2 separate regions of the Mus musculus genome follow, and region 1 is linked to region 2. A link is a contact called in public HiChIP or PLAC-seq data. All regions are on one chromosome and are shown on one strand. The core of a region is the stretch at or near the end of the contact, and the rest is flanking DNA. Distances in the headings are between cores, read along the strand shown.

Region 1 (6,472 bases), core at 3,306-5,805, 36 kb before region 2:
ACCCACTGGGCCAAGTAGTACTGTGGGCAGCTAGGTGATCCATGGATGACCCACATCTTAGACTCCCTGACTCGACCAGAATGGAGGGAAAGCACCACTGTGTTAGCTCAGGCATTGGCGAGGGTGGGGGTGGCCACCGTGGTGTGCTTTATATATCCAGGTGTTCTTTCCTTCAAGCCAGCACCTTCTGTCCACAGGTAATTCTGACCTGTCTGGGTCCTGCAGGAACTCTGACTGACTCTGTAAGTAAGTGTATCAAGTAACATGAGGCAAGCATGCATACATTTAGCACTGATGCACCTGGTAGCTATTGCTTGTAGGGGGTGAGGTCTGACCAGAGTTACATGACAGCCACATGGGGTAGGAGTGAGGGAAGCAGGCACACTGAAATCCCAAACCCATCCAGTGGGGTGGGGGGGGTGACGCTCTCCCCCACTGCAAGCACCTCTGCCTCGTCTGGGCTTCTCACAACCTGCTCTGCGATCTCCAGGACGTGTAAGAGCTGTGCTGGAGGCGGTGACGCAGGAGCCGGGCTGGTGACCTCTAAGAGGCGCTGCTCACTGGGCATCACCTTTCTGATTTATTGTTGCAGCAGGTGGACTCCCTGTCCTCGTGCTTTTGGCTTTGGAATTCGAATGACTCATGGTAGCTGTGAGGCAGCACATGTGGCCAAAACCTGCTCAATGCCACTCTGCCCTAGCGGGGGCAGCATCCAGCAGCAACCATGCCCACACAGCACACCAGTGTTAGAGGCTGGTCATCTAGGCTAAGTCCCACTCTTTAAATGCCAACTCCCTACTTCCCTTTCGTTTGGTCTCTCACAGGGAGCTCCGGGCCTCACATCGGATCCTATGGGATCCCGTGGGATCCCCATGAACCCTATAGAACAGCATTCTTTAAGTCTCCGCCATTCCTAGAAATGTCATCCACTGGTAAGTTTGGAATCACAGGGCAATTCTTGGTTCTCCTGGCACAACTCCAGTAAGCGACACAGATCTTTGAGGACAGACAAGGGTCTGCCAGTGCCTTTCCAAGCCGGTTGGGCTGAGTGTGAGGCATGGGCATTCCTGTCTACAGCAAGGTGGCAGCTACAGATGAGACTCTGAAAAAGCCATCCTAAATTGGGCGGTGGTGACGAACACCTTTAGTCCCAGCTCTCAGGAGGCAGAGGCGGGTAGATCTCTGTTAGTTGGAGGCCAGCCTAGTCTACACAGTAAATTTCAGGACAGCCAGGGCTACATGGTGAGGCTCAAGAAAATGAAACCAAATGAAAAGTAATAATTTTCTCTCACTGCCTCCTAAGGCCTCGTGTGGGGCTGGATGGAGGGCGGATACGGCCTCTTGGCTGCCTCTGCTTCTCTGAGCAGCCCCCCTGCTTCTTTCTGCACTGTCTAGAAAGCAACAGGTATATACACACCCATTTCCAGGGTTTGGAACACAATCTAAATGACTGTAGTCACCGGCCTGGAGAGAAAGCTGGCTGGTGTGCACCCTGGCTCTTTTTTGCTCAGCAGGAGGGTGGGCACAAGGCGAATGCCTGGTCCTTTCATTGAGTGGGACACTGAGCCTTTTCTTGGTGTTGCTGGGCCTCCCTGTCCCTATATGTGACACCACTCAAATGTCCACTATTTTCACAAAGGCCTCTGGACCAAACAGATCTGAGGAGGCTGTGCCAGGCAGGATGAATTTGGGAGGAAGGCTCCTTAAATGCCAGCAAAGGCCTTCTTGTACTGGGCTGAGGTCTTTGTGCATCAAATATGCAGAGGGTCAGGTCTCAGCTGCTACAAGAGCCTGGGCCCAAGAAATGGCTGCCAGCCTTCTCCACAGATGCACACTACGTTCTCTGCGGCTGCGTCTGGTCCAGAACCATCTCAACTCCCACCAGATTCCTGACATTCTCTGTACACAACTCCCTGACAACTTTGCTCCAAGGACAGGACAGCTCTAACTCCGGTGTCGAGTTCTGGGATTTGTGCATCTGGCAGAGATTCTAAGAAGTAAACACCCTCTCAGCCCTGTCCAAGTCTTGAGAATTTCCTGTTGTCTGAGTTACACTGTGGAGAGGAATCACATCTGTACTTCATCAGCTTACAGGCGCCTGGATGAGAAGCAGATGTGGCCACAGAGGGAGCTGGCTTGGCTCCCTCTACTGCTTTCTGGGAGGACCTACACTCAGCTGGACCTGTCCTGAGTGAGCAAGTCGGGGACCAGCTAGGCTGAGCTACGTTTGTGATGCTCCTCTCGACTATGGGTGTGTGTGTGTGTGTGTGTGTGTGCTTGAGAATCCATGGCGGTGGCACAGTGCTGGGGGTGGGGGCTGGATGAGCATGCAGCTCCAGTAACAATGTAAGGTCTGACTCAGGGCAACAGACAGCAGAAAGGTCAACCCTCTGGGTGAGAGATTTCCTACCAGCCACACCGGAGCTTCATATCTCAAGAGAGGACCCTCCTAACTCCATCTCTCCCTGCTTCCCCTCCTACACAGGAGCTTCATATCTCACGAGAGGACCCTCCTAAGTCCATCTCTCCCTGCTTCCCCTCCTACACAGATAGGCAGATGGTTTAGGGGACAGACACCTGCAAATAAAAGTTCCTAGAAGCACAGGTGGGGATCAGGGCCCTGGTTTCCTCCCCACCCAGCTCAGGAAAGTCAAAGCCAGAACTGGTGCAAGGGCCTTCCCTCCCTGAGATGCCCACACGTGTCCTGCAGCCTTCAGGGCCAGCTGTACAATGCTGAGACAGGAGGATGTCATCAGTTTGAGAGTTAGAGAATCTTAACACAGCTTCTCGGTTCTCACCGGGAATTAGCCATTTACTAACCACCCAAAAAATAAAGGAGGAAAATAGATGTTCTCTTAACGGAGACTTTGGGAGACCTTCCTTTCAAATATTTCATCTCTGAAGTGTTGTGTAGGAGATGTTGCACCCTAATTCTGCCTCTGGGGGGAGGCACAGGCAGAAACAATGACAGCTGTACCACTTAAGTGCCTTCGGAGTCATAGCACAAGCTGAGGGTAGATGGCACCCCACACGGCTTGTCAAGTCCCTCCTACTTAGAACATACCCCACAGGGAGGCTGGCCCAGAGACCTGGAATGAAGCGTAAATTTCCTTCAGGCCCTGAGCAATAAGAATAAAAAATATAAATAAGCCACAATGACACTTGCTACAAACTTGAGGGTGAAAAATCATATTATTCCTCAGAGGACTTACATTCTCAGAACTGCTGACAGTCAAAAGGCTGGACAGAGACAGAGTCCTTGCCTTTTGGAATGTAAACTTAAGGAGTGCCAGGAGCCTGACTATATATGGGAACGTGTGATTGAAGGCAGCCACACTAGGAAGTAGGGGGTGGCCCAGCATGTCAGTTCATGAAGACAGGAAAGGTCGGTTCCGGCCTGTCCCGGCCAGTGCACTAGTCAGCACCAGGCTGTCCCAATCCTGCCCGGTGCGGTGCGGTGCAGTACGTGTGTTTGAGATGGTTCAGCCCACAGCTCCTGCGTTCTTGTGTTCATTTATGCAGCTCTGGAACCCTGGTGGGAGGCTCTGGAGGCGGGACACAGTCTCAGACCTGGTGGCTTTTATTTACCAGAGCTGAAGCGCTATGAGGAAGGAGAGCAAATGTACAGTCGCTCTGTCCAGCCTCAGGGGAGCGAGCACTTTGCTAGTAAGCAAACTTGGCTGCTCAGAAGTCACATCAGCTATCCAGCCTGCTTGGTGGCACAACCCCTTACAGAATCCCACCTTTTCTTGCCAGCCCAAGAACAACCCCTTGCAGAGGTTCCTCAAGGTTCCCCTTCCTTGTAAGGTCTGAGTACACTTGCTCCCTTGAGGTGAATGGATCTCTGTCAGCAGATGGTGGCCTGCCTCAGGTGCCTCTACACCTTACTCTGTCCTGCCATTAGTTCCACATGTTGTGGTGACCCCCAACCATAAAATTAGTTTGTTGCTATTTCACAACTGTAATTTTGCTATTGTTATGAATTCTAATGCAAATATCTGTGTTTTCTGATGGTCTCAGGTGACCCGTGTAAAAGGGTCATTTGACCCCCAAAGAGGTCATGACCTACAGACTGAGAACCACTGCTTTAGACATTGGGGATTCACAGCACCTATCATGCCTTAGGCAATGGATGGATGGATGGATGGATGGATGGATGGACACCTAGTCCCTGAGGATTCTGCCTGCCCGTGCTGTCTGCAGCATCCCCTGGTCCGGGACCTAGCACAGCTGGCTAGGTTTGACGGCAACAGGTAAGAAGATGAGTGTCCTGGCTGGCATCCCTGACTATTCCTATGGGACAGGAAGATGGGGAGGGGCAGCCAGTGGTGGGCTGGAGCAGGCCTCTGAAGTCTCCCCAGGCCTTTCCCATCAGGAAGCACATCCTGTTAGTGTCTGGCTCTGTGGCAGGGCTGCTATTTGTTGCAGTTGGCTACGCCCTCCTGCTCACCAAAAACAGCCTCAAAAACAACCATTTCCTCTCTGCTGAGAGACAGGGAAACGGGAGCTCACACACATACGCGCATACACATGCTTCCTTGTGGCAGGCGTTCTGCTTTTCAGGACCTGCCATTTGTGGCAGAGATACCAAGACGGGATACATAGCAGAGAGGTGGCCAAACCCACACTGCGTCCACAACCCTGTTCCTCCATCAGACTGGCTCCCACAGCCCGTTCTGAGGCGCGTAACCTGGCTGATTCCCACGCTGTGCCTGCCTCCCGAGTTGCTGTCCATTTTCCACTGCTGTAGGCAAGAGGCACTGTGGACACAGCCTCCCTGGCCTCTGTTCCAAAGAAGACGACCCACTTACAACTCTGGATTCTCGCTGGTGCAGCCAGTGCCCCAGATTTCTCCCTGGAATGGGTCTTGGGGAGACCAGCTTCAGCACAGGCTTGTCCCTGCTCCAGGCTCAAGAGGCAGGCTAAGACAGGGCTGTGAGTAGCTCTCTTGGACCCGTCCCATGGGCGACATCCTCCTGTGCCGGGCTGGAGCTGCCGCATAGCTTCCCAAGGATGAGTGCTGATGTCCTCTAGCCACCCCTAGCAGCATCTTGGCTTTCTCTGGATGCACAGCGGCTGACTGGGACTTGGAACTCTCCGAGATAGACAGTCCTGGAAGTCAGAGATGACTCTCCAGAAGCTTGTGGCCACCGCTGTGCTGGTGGCCCTGGTCTCCCTCATCCTCAACAACGCAGCAGCCTTCACCCCCAATTGGGTGTACCAGACGCTGGAGGACGGACGCAAGCGGAGTGTGGGGCTGTGGAAGTCTTGCTGGCTGGTGGACAGGGGTAAGGGAGTCACAAGCCCTGGGACTCGAACTGGGCAGGTGGACACCCATGACTGTGAGGTTCTAGGATGGGGCTCGGAATCAGCAGGTTTCCAGGAGTCCCGAGGCACCGTCAAACGTAAGTCTTGTTATTTTTCTGTCACCTTCCAGTGGTTAGGTGAGGGGAGGTTGTGTCCGTCCATGCTGAGGGTGGCAGCAGGGAACCTGCACCTCCTGCCCACCCTGACAAGCAACGCTACAGAGCTCCACTGTTCAGCTTAGACTCTGTCTGTGGCTTCCTTCACAAGAAGTCACTCCCGTGGCTGGAGGCTCCTTCTCTGCCATTACATGTGGCTGAAGGATGAAAGATGGGTATCCTAATCAAAGCAAGTCATTTTTCCTTGGTTAGAAAGAAATATTACTTAATAAGGAAAACAAGAAGTGTGAGAACATGTGGCTGAGTTCTGTCTTAACGGCTGAGGTGGTCAGGGCCTTTCGGACAGTGCAGGAGACTCTGGCTGGGATGTCCGGGAGACCAGAGGAGGCACAGAGCAGCAAAGGGCAGAGTGTTACCTCCCTGACGCCCATGGTGGCCTTTTCCTTTCCCAGCTCTCTTGTTCTGGGGTCTATGCACTACCCTGGGAGTTGGAAACGTCTCTTTAAATAGCATGCACTGTTTGAGAGTACGAGAATAAAGGGCCTCATAAATATGAGGATGCAATCTAAAATCGACACATCTGCTGACATGTGAGTTCTTTCCTGGTAATGACCCCCTAAAGCAGACAAGAGGGTCTGTCTAACAAGTACCCAGTCTCCTACAAACTGCCTTGGAGGCTACAGGTCAGATGGCGGCTGTCGGGAGATGACGCTGGTCTTTAGAAAGCATGCGACGTAGGTGAACATCTGTTCAGTGTAAGGGGACTTCCTGGAAATCCTGAGCAATGTGCCCAGTGCAACCACCTCAGCCCTGGTCATGACTGACACAGGGCTTGCCGACAAGGCAGGGGAACACCACCCGCCTCTTGCGAGCAGAGGCACCCAAGCTTACCACGGGACAGCTCGGCCTCTTTCCTTGGGTCTTGACAGGCAGGGAGCCCTTTATTGAGAAGATCAAAGATGAATGCACTCTGAGGAGCTAGATGCCTTGTGGGAGGCCAAGGGTCTCAATGTGGGTCTCTGTCATGTGTCCATGGAGAGCTCTCCCTG
Region 2 (6,296 bases), core at 365-2,864:
GTCGGGTGCTCTTACCCACTGAGCCATCTCACCAGCCCCCAGCTGAGGGTTCTTTTATGCTATCTCTGAAAACTGCATGGACCTTGCGCCTCATCAGAGTGCTTGGGAAGTGGCCAGGGAAGTGAGAGAAAACAACTGGATCTTGGGTTCAGGTTCAGCTGCTCTAGGTTGTCTGGGCTCAACTGCTGCAGAGCTGTCCAGGGGATTCTGTCTGCCCTTACTGAGTGACTGACTACACATATGTCTATGTATGTCTGTGCAGCACATGTATGTCTGGTGCCCACAGAGGTCAGAAGAGGCTGTCAGATCCCCTGGCGTTTGAGTTAAGGATGATTGTGAACCAGTAGGTGGGTGCTGGAACAGAACCCAGGTCCTCTGCAACAAGTGGTCCTAACCTTTGAGTCATGGCTCCAGCCTCTGCACACAGGGTTTCTATGGGTCATGGATATTCTCTTATCACTGTCCCAGCTTCCCCTGCCCAGGTCTGGAGGACTCTCCACTATGGGTCTCACACTGCCGCCACTTTGTGTCCTTACTTTCTTTTGTATTACTTTATCAACTTCCACTTGTCCTCCCTGTTCCAGCCAAGCTGCCGTTAGGGTCAGGGTCAGTGGGACACCAAAGTACAAGTGACAATGACATTTTTGCTGTTGTCTTAGCATGCCTACCACTCCCTCCTCCATTCTCCTCCTCCTTTTTCTTCTTCTTCTTTTGTTTTTGGAGACAGGGTTTCATTTTTTTCTTTTTCTTTTTGGTTTTTCAAGACAGGGGTTTCTCTGTTTAGCCCTGGTTGTCCTGGAACTCACTCTGTAGACCAGGCTAGCCTCGAACTCAGAAACCTCTGCCTCCCAAGTGCTGGGATTAACGCTACCACTGCCCGGTGAGTGGTCTTGTCTTGTGATGTTGGCTAGGTGATGAAGAAGACAAGCAAGAAAAGGACAAAGAGCTCTCTAAAGAAGATACGGCTGATTCCGAAGAAAACCAAGAAGGGCAGGAAATATGGAAAGTGTGTGCAGGTGAGCACATACGAACAGAGTATGGATCAGGGGTGGTGGTGCACACCTTTAATCCCAGCACTCAGGAGGCAAGGGCAGGCAGATCTCCAAGTTTGAGGCCGGCTTGGTCTACAAAGTGAGTTCCAGTACAGCCAGGGCTACACAGACAAACCTTGTCTTGAATCAACAACAATCCTCCCTGTCTTCCACCCCTCACACCCCAAACACACACACAAAAGAACAGACTGTGTGTGTGTCCCAAGATGGAAGCAGGCAGGAGAGAGCTGATATAAGGCAGAAACTGAGGAAGGATCTGAAGCAAGGAGGGGCTAGAGAGAAGGTTAGACATAAAGACCTAAAAGACTTGAGGAGACAGAATAAACAGCTATGTCTGTCAGGTCCTGCCAGGGCCCAGAGGCACAGCCCGTATCCTCGGAGGTCCTTCATATGGATCAGAAGGCCGGCAGGGATGTTGGCCTTACCTTGCTAAGGAGGATGCTGATCTTGTTCCCATTTGCATTGCATCTCAGAGAAGTGATGCTCCCCACATCAGGGACCAGCTGGGCCAGGTTCTTGCAGCTGCAGTGCACTTTTGCTTCCCTGTGTGAGGACAGGAGGAGGAAGAATGACATCAGCGTCCTCTTGGCACCTTCCTGCTGGTCACAGAAATGAGCTTCTCTGACTGCTGAGACCCTGGACTGTAGAGTGTTCTGTTCAGCTCACCTCTTCTCACCTGTGTACTTAACCCCCTAGTCCAGGGAAAAGGAGGTTCATCTTAGAACCAATAAAAGGTCTCTTCTAATTTACAAAAAAAAAAAAAAGGTGTCATGTGAGATAAGACATTGTTCCAATTTCCTGTCTACTAAATTGCCCCATAACTTAAAAAATGAAACAGCATTTAATACTTGAGTGTGGAAGGAAACTGTACCTTCTGGAAAGATCAAAACTTTTAAAATGAGCTAAATCTGTCCCTGCAACCAGGAAAGTCCCACAGACGTCCAGGAAGCAGGGGCTCCCCTCGGTCTCAGAGAATAGCAGAAGTTGTTTGACAGTCCCCTGGGGAAAGAAGAACAAGTTAGCCATGCTCGTCTGTGGTGCAGTGCCCCCTTTCTCTCCGGAACAACATTCACGCGAACAGTAGTGATTGCTGAGGGGCTGGCATGCATTAGACCAGGGCTGGATCCATAGGAAGACAGGTCTCCCTTCTGCACAGTCTCGGTGACATAGGCCTCGGGGCAAGGATCAAAGATGCACAGGTCCCTCAGCTAAGAAGTGCTCTGTGGTCACACACACATGGCGGACTGTAGCAAGGTACACAGATGGCGACCTCCGTCCCTGTGAGTTGGTCTAGGTGGGCAATGATATTCTTCATGTGGCTGATGTTAGGTGCATGGCCTTCTGGGTAGTGAGATGGGAGAGTACCTCTGCCAGGATGGTTGTCACATCCTGGACATATGCCACTCGTGGAAGACAATCCACACTTATAACACAGTCATATGTCCTGTATTTTACATCTCAATAAAATGCCTAAGGAATTAATGTCTCTTCTAGGGGCTTAAAAATGAGGTGAACCAGGAAGAAGCCAGCTATCGGAGAGCCCAGAAAAGGAGAGAACACGCACTGAGCAGTTAAATGACTCTGTATCTGGATCTTTGAGTCTGGTAGTCAGCAATGAGCGGTGGAGCGTTGTACTGAGGGTGGGCAGATGGAGCAGAAGCAGTATGGGTACATTACTGCAGGGAAGAAGGCAGTCTCCAGGTCAAGCTTACCTATACCTGTTCTGTTTCCACAGCTTCCACTTCTCAGCTACCACACACACTTAGCCGGGACTCAGGATGTGGGAGGAGCCTACTTCTCTCTCCCCCTCACTGTCAGAAGCGGCCCTCCAGCCTTTCCTGATTAAACCTCCCAGGCTTTTCCCATCCTCCACCAACTCCCTGACATTCTCACTACACAACCACACAAGTTCTATTCTTTTTATTACATAATATTTTTAGTGATTATTTGGGAATTTCACATCACGCACCCCAATCACGCTCACTTCCCATTCTCCCCAGCTCTGCCACCCCCAACCCTTGTGACCTCCTACCATTCCCTGAAAAAAAAAAACGAGAAGGGCCAAACAGTGGGGATGCACACCTTTAATCCTAGCACTCAGTAGGCAGAGGCAGAAGAATGTCTGTGAGTTTGAGGCTAGCCTGATCTACAGATTGAGTTTCAGGACGGCCAGGATACACAGAGAAACCCTTGTCTCAAAAAAAACCCCCAAAAGCCGGGCGTGGTGGCGCATGCCTTTAATCCCAGCACTCGGGAGGCAGAGGCAGGCGGATTTCTGAGTTCAAGGCCAGCCTGGTCTACAAAGTGAGTTCCAGGACAGCCAGGGCTATACAGAGAAACCCTGTCTCGAAAAACCAAAACAAAAAACCAACCAAACAAAAAACAAAACAAAACAAAACAAAAAAACAAAAAAACCCAAAAGGAGAGAAAACAAAACCGAGTCCAATTTGTGTTGCCCATACACTGGAGCATGGTCAAACTCCCAGTGGCCAGCCCCTTAAAGAAACTGAGTCCCTCCCCACCTGGACCTGTTAGAAGCTGTCAGTGTGGAGAGCTACACTTCAGCATCTTTAGCACAGTAGTTTTAAGAGTTCTCTTCGATGGCTTTCTGTCTAGGCTGTTACTTTTTTGGGTCGGGGGTTGGGCGTTGTCACAGAAGCCTTCCATGTCTCCTTCTCAACTGTGAGTCTGCAGCTATCACCACCACCGCAAAGGCAGCTTCCATGTCTCCTTCTCAACTGTGAGTCTGCAGCTATCACCACCACCGCAAAGGCAGCTTCCATGTCTCCTTCTCAACTGTGAGTCTGCAGCTATCACCACCACCGCAAAGGCAGCTTCCATGTCTCCTTCTCAACTGTGAGTCTGCAGCTATCACCACCACCGCAAAGGCAGCTTCCATGTCTCCTTCTCAACTGTGAGTCTGCAGCTATCACCACCACCGCAAAGGCAGCTTCCATGTCTCCTTCTCAACTGTGAGTCTGCAGCTATCACCACCACCGCAAAGGCAGCTTCCATGTCTCCTTCTCAACTGTGAGTCTGCAGCTATCACCACCACCGCAAAGGCAGCTTCCATGTCTCCTTCTCAACTGTGAGTCTGCAGCTATCACCACCACCGCAAAGGCAGCTTCCATGTCTCCTTCTCAACTGTGAGTCTGCAGCTATCACCACCACCGCAAAGGCAGCTTCCATGTCTCCTTCTCAACTGTGAGTCTGCAGCTATCACCACCACCGCAAAGGCAGCTTCCATGTCTCCTTCTCAACTGTGAGTCTGCAGCTATCACCACCACCGCAAAGGCAGCTTCCATGTCTCCTTCTCAACTGTGAGTCTGCAGCTATCACCACCACCGCAAAGGCAGCTTCCATGTCTCCTTCTCAACTGTGAGTCTGCAGCTATCACCACCACCGCAAAGGCAGCTTCCATGTCTCCTTTTCAACTGTGAGTCTGCAGCTATCACCACCACCGCAAAAGCAGCTTCCATGTCTCCTTCTCAACTGTGAGTCTGCAGGCATCACCACCACCGCAAAAGCAGCTTCTTTGCCCTCCACAGCCAGCGGGAGCACAGATCGCGGCCTTTGGCATCAGCACACGCCATGGACCTCAGATGGTCTCAGTGGCAGCACAGACCCTGACTTTCAACTGTCCTGTGGTGGCAACGTGAGCCACTGTCCTGTGGTGGCAACGTGAGCCACAGATATTAACAGGACCACAGATATCCACCTGAACCTTGGCTTCACCATGGTCCCGGGTAGCGGATCAGTGATACCAGTGTGGCCTCCAGGGGAAGCAAAGACCGTAGGGATCTTTCCAGGAGTCCAATGCAGAAAGTGAACCATTTTTCATCTCAGACATCCTGCCATTGCTCAGAACCAGGGCGACTGTGCAGCTGGGCAGCATGCTCAGGCTAAATCTGCTAAGCTCCAGGCTGTTGCACACCACCCTGTGGGCCCCACTCGGCAAGAACCATGATCCTCTGTCTACCGCAGCCCCTTCTCAGCCTGGTCACCATGACCACATCTCCAGTTCTTCGGCCTCTCTCCACCACAACACTCCCTGCTGTTCCTCCATCCTTCCCACCTCTCCATCACATATTCCTTTGTTAAACTGGTATTGGAAACTGCAGTATGTCAAACGGGATTTTTTTTCCCCTCCAAACAGTTTTACATTCAAATATTCATTGCAATGAGTTGTTGGTCTAGTTCAAAGTTTCTGGGGCACCCTAAATACTGGACTAGTGTCCCAACTTGTCTCAGCTATCCTGCTGCTGCCCAGAGTCAGGGTGATGTTGCAGCTAGGCAGGACATCTGGAAACAGGCTCTGTGTGCGCTCCTGGCTGCTGTGTACCTCCCTGTCCCAGATGTCTGCCATTCTGAGACTTGCTGGGTTCAACCTTTGTGCTCAGAGCCTATGGGCAGCACAGCTCCTGTCCCCACTCTCCATCTACCAGCAGGGCAAGCAGCACAAGCTACAGTCACTGTGACCCCATGTTTTGGGACCAAGGGCCAGCCCTATGCAGTAATGATATGTTTCTTAGGGAGCTCCAGGCTGTTGCAAACCACCCTGTCCTCAGGGCCTGCAGCTGGGCACAACTGTTTTGTGCCCAGATTTCAGGCAATGCTGTTGCTCTGTGCCTTCTGTCTTCTCACAGGGCAAGCAGTACAGGAAGCAGCTTTGGCAGCTCCATGCTAGGGGCCGACCAGTGAGCCCAAGGCTGGTCCTCGTCAGTCATGCCCTACTTCTCTGGGAGCTCTAGGCCTCCATACACCTGTCATCTGTGTTTGCAGTTCCAGGCTCATCTGGCATGACTTTTGTGCTTGCAGCCTGCTGGCTGAGACTGGACAGGGGAGGGTACAGATTCCCCACTCTTTTCCTCTTGTGACTATGTCCCGCCATCTTTTTAACTTCGTGAATCCATTTTTTAAAAGCATCTTCCCATAAGACTTGCCTCTTCCCTCTTTAGTGGCTTCGGAGATACCTCAGGCCCTGCAGACTCCTTTCCTGCCACTGTGCCGCCCTTTGAAGCCTCCACGGGTCTCAGACTCCACTAAGCTCCATAGTGGGCACCACCACCAGGTTTGTTTTTCTTGAGAAGCTATATTCTAATGAAAATCAACAGAGCCACAAGAGGCAAGCCAAAATCTACCCTACTCCTGCTGACACCAACATCAGCACAGCAAGCTCCTGCCTCATTCCATTCTACCCAGGGCTCTGGCTTCAGCCCTGACCATATACAACACATACTGTAA

The links. HiChIP or PLAC-seq counts read pairs in DNA pulled down with a chosen protein or histone mark.
Region 1: a contact with region 2 is called in an H3K27ac HiChIP or PLAC-seq map of microglia, with 2.7 times the contacts expected there. The contact joins the promoter of Tmem204 here to the enhancer-like site in region 2. A contact is called at or near these places in 13 of 39 promoter capture datasets (the 3T3-L1 cell line, the HPC-7 cell line, cranial neural crest and 6 more), 1 of 15 datasets of contacts at CTCF or cohesin (pro-B cells), 26 of 484 Hi-C or Micro-C datasets (8-cell embryo, the AML12 cell line, B cells and 21 more), 11 of 115 datasets of contacts at active chromatin or transcription factors (the 230-238 cell line, the HPC-7 cell line, bone marrow-derived dendritic cells and 7 more) and 4 of 9 other capture datasets (adipose tissue, embryonic stem cells, liver and 1 more).

Annotation. Positions count from the first base shown.
Region 1 is chr17:25,079,197-25,085,668 of GRCm38.p6, reverse strand. It overlaps Tmem204 (transmembrane protein 204), which reads left to right and starts at 4,555. Exons shown (of 3, transcript NM_001001183.1): 1 at 4,555-5,405. The coding sequence starts at 5,126. The region is part of intron 18 of Ift140 (intraflagellar transport 140); the gene reads right to left.
Region 2 is chr17:25,040,804-25,047,099 of GRCm38.p6, reverse strand. It overlaps Ift140 (intraflagellar transport 140), which reads right to left. Exons shown (of 30, transcript NM_134126.3): 13 at 1,924-2,051; 14 at 1,478-1,595. Among named protein-coding and RNA genes, the nearest start is that of Ift140, 28 kb to the right of the region's middle. Within about 2 kb of position 1,614, at least 42 of the 459 cell types and tissues checked have an H3K27ac peak or open chromatin away from gene starts, as enhancers often do. A contact at or near this core is called in the 230-238 cell line, B cells, the CH12 cell line and 6 more, where this site is marked.